Regions from separate parts of the Mus musculus genome. Here region 2 is linked to region 1. Evidence: chromatin contacts called from public promoter capture Hi-C data. All regions are on one chromosome and are shown on one strand. Each heading gives the region's core, a stretch centred on a gene start, on an enhancer-like site or on the middle of the called end of the contact. The rest is flanking DNA. Distances are from core to core; before and after follow the strand shown. Region 1 holds the start of Rcor3 (REST corepressor 3). Region 2 holds the start of A330023F24Rik (RIKEN cDNA A330023F24 gene).

Region 1 (4,131 bases), core at 1,403-3,902:
CTTTCTAACTGTAATTTTGCTACTGTTATGAGTTGTAATGTAAATGTATTTTTTGAAGGTCTTAGGCAACTCCTGTGAAAGGGTTTGTTCAGTGATTCCCCAGGGGTTGCAATCCTCAGGTTGAGAACTGTTGCTCAAGACTGTCTTGGCTGTCCTTAACCTCTACATTTTCCCTAGACTCAGCTATACAATTTATACACAATCTGCTGGCTTTCCTTAGGATTAGAATACGCCCATGGATCCCTATGCCGGGAGGGAATCTGGTCATTGTATAAGCATTCAGCCTTCTGTTTCTCAAGAACATTATTTTCCTAGAGTCCTTGGGTATCTTCTCCAAGACTCATTGCTAGATAGAAGTCATCCCAAAAGATAACTGATCTTGATCCCTTGGCCTTCTAAACGTTGTCTTATTTGAAACAAAGTTTCTCCTGTATCCTTGCTTCTGGAATTCACATGATATCAAAGAGAAGCCCAGGCAACATACAACTTAGCTAATCCCCGACCTTTGCCTTATGTTTGGTCTTTGTAACTCTTGAGAAAACCTTAAAATGGAGTTAATTTAAATACTCAACAGACCAGTAGTGCCCCCCCCCCTTCAACCCATCTCAAGAGATATTATTAACCCCTAAAGCTCTCTTCTCCGCCCAGGGGCTTTCCTCCTCTCCAAACAGAAGTAGACATTCTTCCAGATTTCTACCTAGGGCTTTTCTGTTCTGTAATGTCTTATCTGGGAAGAGACCATTTTAAGGTCCACTACAATCACCCTTCTCAACCAGGCAAGTTTAGAGTGCTTTCCTTTTCTTAAAAGCAAAACAGAAATTTGTTTTCCTTAAACACACACACACACATCCCTTCACGCCAAAATCCTTCCCCAAAGGTGAATGCAGTCTTTGGTCTAAATATTCCAGTAGAATCATTTTACTGCCAAGATTCTACTAATCAAAATAGTCCCAAAAGCCCTTGAAACTTTTGATCCCTAATCTAGACGCAGATTCTTTTCTACAGAAAAGTGAATCAGCACTATTTCAGAGTTAAAAAGTGTATCTATTAAGAGGCCTCTATTTTGTTTTGTGGTTTTTTTTTTTCTTGAATTTTCTTTTTATAGGCTCTAGCTTTTGTACTCCAGGATCAAAGGAGCTGATGTGACAGGGCTGAGATGAGTCGTGTTCATTAGAGGTTGGAATGTAAAAAATAAAATATCATTTCAGTTGTCCATAACATTTCTCCTTGCAGAAAATAAAAATCAGACTTAAAATATCCTTCAGCAATGTGTTTTTTAAAAAAAGGAACCGATGCTAGGTGTGGTGGTGCAGCTCTTTACTCCCAGCACTCAGAAGACAGAGGCAAGCGGATCTCTGTGAGTTCCAGGACAGCCAGAAGTACACATAGAAATCCTGTCTCAAAAAATAAAACGGGAGGGGAGGTTGAGTTGTGGTTCAAAAATTAATGGACACATATAGAGCTAAAAATCAACTATTTCCAGTACCAGTACTGTTTCTCCACCCGGACAAAATACTCCCTCCTTTAGACAGATGACCGGCCTAATTCTTGTATCCCAGAGTTTTCTTGGCTGAATTCTTGAGTAGGTCTGTTATTTCTCAGTAACAGAATTCCAAAGAACAGTTTTAACCTTCAAGGTAATTTTACTGTTACCCCCAAATTCTGCAGGACACACATCTGTATATTAAGCAACTCCCCCCCCCCTTTACTCCTGAGACACAAATCGTCCTCCTTGCCCAGACAGTATGTCATAAGCAAATATCCTTAAATCTGGGGAAGAAATACAGTCCAGCCAATCTTCAACTGGGTGCAAACTGCCAGAAGGCAGCTGGCCTCACCTTTCTCTGCAGCAGCAGCACCTCTCTGCAGAGCACTTCTCTCTCCACCCTCTCCAGAATTGCTCTGAGCCACCACCCCAGGCAGTGTCGACCCAGATAGCACTGGCCCGGGGAAGGTAGAGTTCGGTTATTTATTTCCCCACTCGTGGCATTCGCTTCTTAGACAGCAAAAGGGAAAGAGCCAAGTGGAAATACTGCCCTTTCAGTCCCTCTCGGACCTCACAGCAGAGAGGAGCTGCCTCGCCAGGTCTTTAGGGCCGGTCTCATTCCGGAGTGAACCGATCCTGCCTCCAACCGGAGGACCCAGCTCCTACCCCGGGGCGCACCTCGCGGGAGCAGCTCCTGTCTGAGGCCGCCAACCCCTGCCCGCGTCACCGGAGCTGCTCCGGTCCAAGGCCGCCATCCTCATAGCTCCTGTCAAAGGCCGCCATCCCCGCCGCTCCTCACCGGAGCAGCTCCTGAGACCGCCATCCCGGGTTCCCGGTCACGGGAGCAGCTCCCGCCCCGCGGCCCCGCCTCAGCAGGCCAAATTCCTTCAGCTGAGACAGGGCAGAGGCCGCCTCCCCGCCCTCCATGCCGCCTCCGGGGCCTCCACATCGTCTCCCGGCCCTCGAGCGCCCGGGAACCGGCCGGCTGGGGACGCGCGGGGTCCCGGCCCTCTGGTCTCTCCGCCCCGCGGCCGGAACCTCCCTAGGGCGGAGTGATCGCGGCCGCCCAGTGAGGAGCGCGCGGCCACGAGGGGCGCTCGGCCGGGTGGCACGGCGCGGGGCGGCGGCGGCGGGGGAGGGGAGGGAGGCGGGGCCGGGGCGGGCCGGTGTGGGGCGACTGCGCTACGGCTCGACCGGGGCGGTGATGGCGGCTCCATATTAACACCTCCTCCTCCTCCTCCGCGCTCCCGCCCGCGCCCGCCAGCCGTCTCCCCCTTCCCTGACGCCACCTCTCCCCCTCCTCTACCATGCCCGGCATGATGGAGAAAGGGCCCGAGTTACTGGGGAAGAGCCGATCGGCCAACGGCGGCGCCAAGAGCCCGGCGGGAGGCGGCGGCTCCTCGGCCAACGGCGGGCTGCACTTCTCGGAGCCCGAGAGCGGCTGCAGCAGCGACGACGAGCACGGGGGTACCTCGCCGCGCTCCCCGCCCCCGCCCGTCCGCCCGGCCCCCTTCCCCGCGCCCTCCTCCCCCTCGGAGCCGAGCCGCGGCCGCCGGAACTCCCGGTGCCGCCGCAGCCCGCGACCCGCGCCTCCCCGCCCCCACCCGGCCACGGCCTCGCCCGCGCTCCCGCGGCTGGAGAGTCTCTGCCTTGCCCTTCCCCTCTCCTCTCCTTATTTATTACCATTTTACCATATATCTTGGCATTGCTTTGCAGATGTTGGGATGAGAGTCGGAGCTGAATACCAAGCTCGGATCCCTGAATTCGATCCAGGTAGATATATTTGCTCACAGGAAAACCCCATCTCTCTCTCTCTTTTTTTTTCCCCCAGGCTTGCTCTGGGGTGGCCGGCGTCGGGATGGGAGGGAGTTACGTGGTGTTGAGTGTGGGGCGCACCAGGAGAGGCCAGGGCAGGGCAGGGCAGGGCAGGGCATCGCGGGCGGGGAGGCTGGCAGGCTCGGCTGGGCAGTGACACAGGGCGTGGGGGTAGATGTGTGCATGGCAAGGTGAACATGGTTCCCTCCCGCGGCACTTGCACGCTGGTGGCTTCGCACGGAGGTCGCGGGTCCGAGGCCCGGGGCGTGGGGACTGCAAAACCAAGGGCTGCAGGAGAGGGCGTGCGATCTGTGTGTGCATGAACCTACCCCAGGTCAGATGCCACTCCGACCCGCCCTGGGAACCCGGGGCTCAGCCAGGCTCCGCAGGGCCACGCTTGGCAACCGCCTGCTGTCATTAGCCCGAGCCAAGGGCGAGCCCTGCGACCCCGGCGCACACGGGATCCTGGTTTTTCTTTCTGCCGAGGCGGTGTGGACCTGGGCGGGGAAACGCCCGTGCCCGACACCGCCCCGGTCGCCCCCAACCCCTCCCCGCGCGCCGACCCAGCCCGGGGAAGCCAGACCACAGGACAGCGGCAGCAGCTGCCAAGGAGACATTTTCTCCGGAACAGCCAGGTTCCAGCGCCCTCCGCCAGCGCAGCTTGCGGGCTCCCTCTCTACTTTTCTCCAAACAGGCTCCCCGGCTGTCACGGGATGTCAGGCTGCTCAGGGATTGGGCGAGAGTTCCGCATATGGAGGCGCCCTTGCTGGAGCCTCTGGGCCTGGAGTGCTCGGCTGCTCTAACCCAGCCAGACTTGCCACTGGGTGGGC
Region 2 (3,964 bases), core at 962-3,461, 2.9 Mb before region 1:
AAAAGGTTTTCACTCCTTCCCTTAAAAAAGTCCCTGCCCCCAAACTAGAAAGGATAAAAGGGAAAGGAAGACATTATCCCCACCTCTAAGCCAGGGACTACAGGTGACACAGGGTACTCAGAAGGACATTCTGGGGTCCATGTCCTCAGATGAGACAGCAGATCATTTCTGTGCTCAAACTTGGTCACTAAGTGGCTACCTCATTCAGGGAGGGAAACTCCCACTGTTCCCTAGCAGACCCTCAGCTGTGAGCCGCAAGGAGTGGGGAGGTAGAGTTGCAAAGGAGGCTTGAGAAGGCACAGGCCACCCTGAGTTATATAACAAGGAGGGAGGTGTTTGTCCCAGGCCAGAGACCCAGGGTGCAATGCGTTCTTGCTCTGGATGCGCAGTCATGGGTGGAGCCACTACGCATGGTGCAGGGCCAAGCAAACCCCCTCCCACAAATATGAGACCCATTACAAGGATAAGATGGGGTGCCAGAACTCTAATTTTCTAGTTTTCCCCCAGTACAAGACAGCTGCTGCCGCCCCAGTTTCATTCATCTCCTGGTTCCCTAGACTGACAAATCATTCTAAAGGGAGTCCTTCAAAGCCCTACCCACTTACTTTTTGAGAAACATCATAACAGCCAGTTTCCAAGCAATACTCTGAGGTTAGTCCCCATCCTTACCTTCCCAAGCACAAGGTAGCGTCAACTTCCAAAAGGCAGATTCTTCCAATAGTGGGCTCAGCTCAGAGCTGATTTGAGGACTTTTGGACGACCAGAGCATCAACGCAGATCTGTTCACTTGGGAGCAGCCCATTCAATAGGAAGCCCAGGGTAATGGCGACAGCAGCAGCAGTTCTGCCCTACCTTGCCCGATAGTTTCCAGGGGAGCCAAGAATTATTTTTGCCGCAACACTGAGGTGTGGCAGATTGGAAAATTCCCTTTTCTGACACCAAAGCAGAGGACAAATATTTTCTTCCAATTTGTTCAATCCTCTTCAAATCCATCTCCCCAGTCTCCTCCCTCCAAAAAAAAAAAAAAAAGTTTGAGGCATTTTAAGCTCTTCCTCATAGTTCCTGAAATTTAAAAAAAGGTAAAGGAAGACGCTTCAGTTGGGCAGTCTGAAGCAGGCAGACTCACCTACGCACACCCCTAAAAGAGATTTTAGAAGCTGCTGGGCTTCTCTCCCTCCCCTTTAAGCAAGTGAAATGCAAATTCAGATTTGATACTCTGTCCTTAGCCAATCAAAAAGAGGTTTTCACCTGCCATTGGCCCTCCCACCAATGAGAGGAAGTGTCTGAAATAAGAGCCCTCCCCTGGCCAATGGAAGGCCAGCTCAGTCACTTAGTTAATGATGCAGCAGTACAGGGAAGGCCATCACATGTGAACTGGAAGGGAGCCAACATGGAGACACAGAGAAAGCAAGGTAAACAACTTTCCAACGCCAAAAGGATGACATTTAATCTCTAAATGTTAGCTTCCCACCTAGACTCATCTTTAACCCTTCTGCTGGTCCCACAGATCCCAGGAGCTTCACTACCTGTCTCCACAGAGCTCCTAACAAGATGCAACAGTGACTGCGTCATCATTCCCCACTTTTCTCAACTACGCAGTGACAACCTCCCAGCATCACCCCACTTCTCTCAGCCCACACCCTACCCTATGCCGATGCTCTTCCACCACCCCAGATGCCCACAACTAGACGTTTTAATAAGAGAATGCCTGGAAAAACAGTCCCTCTTGCCTGCTTCTTGTCACTTCTCACTCTCTTCCTTTCCCATAAGCCTGCACAGATGGACACTGACACCCAAACAACCTGGAAAACCAGTCTCTCCATCCACCAACAGAAAACAGGGTAAAGGGTGAAAGGTTAAGTGGGAAGCCGGGGATGGTTCACTCCTCTCCTCTATCCTGGTCAGACTTAAATAGATGACACTAAGGGAGAAGAAATTAAAGTAAAAATAAAATAAAATAAACCTCCAAGGGAAAAAGACAGCAAAAGGCAAGAAAGAAGGTAAGAAAAACAGCACCCACATACCCTAGACATTGCCCTTATCACAAGAAATACATACGTGGAAGAAGTGGGTTACGCCATCAAGTCCTTAAGCCACACTGGACCACCAGTCGTCTCCTGCACAGTCCCAAATCCCTGTCCAGATACAAGGTGCCGCAGTCCTGAATGTTCCAGAATCCACTCTGATTAAGCCTTCCACTGCCACCCTACCAACTCTTGTACTCACTCCTGCCCCCACCCGTTCCCACGTACTCCCCATGGGAACTGCCTGTGCCACCTTGCGTGACATCTTAGCCTAGGCTACCCAGAGGCCTCTGGACACCCAACAGATTTCTGAACGCTTGGCAGAACCTGGTGCCCAGTGTTGCTATGACTTGTTTCTTGATTTTTCTCTCCGCTGCAGCACGGCTGCTGCTAGCAGACCTATCGACAGCTTGTATGCTCATGCTGGCTCTCTCTCTCCTTCTCTCTCTCTCCCCCCCTTCTCCTGTCTCCTCCCCCCTCTCTCTTCTATCCCTCTCTCTCCTCTGTCTCTCTCCCCTCTCCCCCTCCTCTCTCTCTCTCTCTCTCTCTCTCTCTCTCTCTCTCTCTCTCTCTCTCTCTCTCTCTCTCTCTCTCTCTCTGAGCGCTGTGACGCAGATCTAAATTCTCCAGTCTGCTCCTTGTGTTGCAGAAGCAGAACTGCAGCTTTCCCTCTGGAGAGGCAGAGGGCAGTGCCAAGGCTGGTCAAACAAGGAAAAAAAAAAGTTGGACCTACATTCTGTTTTCTTGGCCACACATTTTAGCCTGGTTTTTTTTTTTTTCCTTTCTTTCTTTCTTTTTCTTACCTAACAGCTCCGTAACACACAGGTCCCTATTTCTGCAGCCTTTCTTCTTCACTTTGAGATTCATGGGAATAAGACTAGCTTTAACTCTTTGAATGGCAGCTCCCAGGGCTCAAATCAACCAGGGCTGTCCTTAACTAAATATTGCATCATCTTTTCTTGAGCCATATGGGCTTCTCCTAGCCATAGGCTAAAATAGTCCTCACCATGAGACCACCATTTCATTAACTCTTTCTGTCACGACAAGTCCAAAATTATAATCATGGTGCCCAGACATTATTTTTCTGACATTATTTTTGCCTTTTTATTTCATCTCTTTTTTTTGTTCATTTTGCTTGTTTGTTTGTTTTGTTTTGGGGCATGAAATCAGGACTTTTAAATCCTGAATTTCCTAAGGCTAAAAAGCATAATTAAAACATTTTTTTTGCTAACTCCACAAATGAGATCCTTCTATCAGATCAGGTATTTTAAAGAATAAACCAAACAGCAGCCTGAAGAAATCCAGAGTAATGTACGTCTATTCATTCAGTGTTTAAAATTTTAGAATCTAGTTAGGTATGTTCAATTACTTCCCCAAAGGCAGGAAGGCCACACATCTAAGATTTGTTGCTGAGTCATTTCTTCCCAAGATCCTTCTGACAACAAAAAAGACAACAGAATGATGGCCAAGCCTAGACCTAACATAGCCAATACCTGTTTCTTCCCTAGGATGGGTAACCAGATGAACCCCCAGTCCTTGAGCAATACTTTAACACATCCACATACCTGGAAACTCTTATGAGGAAAGTTCCACTGATGCTTCAGAGCCAGGTACAAGTTACTTTAGGGTAGTGACAACTCTTAGCAGCAAAGCACAGCTTCTAACATCCCCTTTCCTGACAATGCTACAAAGAATAGCTCAGATACTAACCCAATGAACCCTACATAACCAGACACATTCAACAAGGCTCATGTTCCAACTATTATATATATAACTTATTATATATATAAATGTTTTCTACACCAGCCTCTAGCTAGATGTTTTAGATGTGTTTGGGTCCTGAGGCAATAAGCTGATTCATAAAATGCATCTTGCAACTTTCAGAAAGATGAACAAGAGGTCAGGCAACCACCTCTTCTATACCAACTATCCTATACAGC

Evidence for each region. Capture Hi-C pulls out chosen DNA fragments and counts their contacts.
Region 2: a contact with region 1 is called in a promoter capture Hi-C map of adipose tissue, with 4 times the contacts expected there. The contact joins the promoter of A330023F24Rik here to the promoter of Rcor3 in region 1. A contact is called at or near these places in 3 of 39 promoter capture datasets (the C10 cell line, hippocampal neurons and liver) and 1 of 9 other capture datasets (adipose tissue).

What each region holds. Positions count from the first base shown.
Region 1 is chr1:192,136,561-192,140,691 of GRCm38.p6, reverse strand. It overlaps Rcor3 (REST corepressor 3), which reads left to right and starts at 2,652. Exons shown (of 12, transcript NM_001346740.1): 1 at 2,652-2,953; 2 at 3,203-3,259. The coding sequence starts at 2,794. It overlaps Gm10516 (predicted gene 10516), which reads right to left and starts at 3,794. Exons shown (of 4, transcript NR_033536.1): 1 at 3,631-3,794.
Region 2 is chr1:195,015,646-195,019,609 of GRCm38.p6, reverse strand. A330023F24Rik (RIKEN cDNA A330023F24 gene) reads right to left here and starts at 2,211. Exons shown (of 8, transcript NR_015566.2): 1 at 2,059-2,211; 2 at 670-1,009.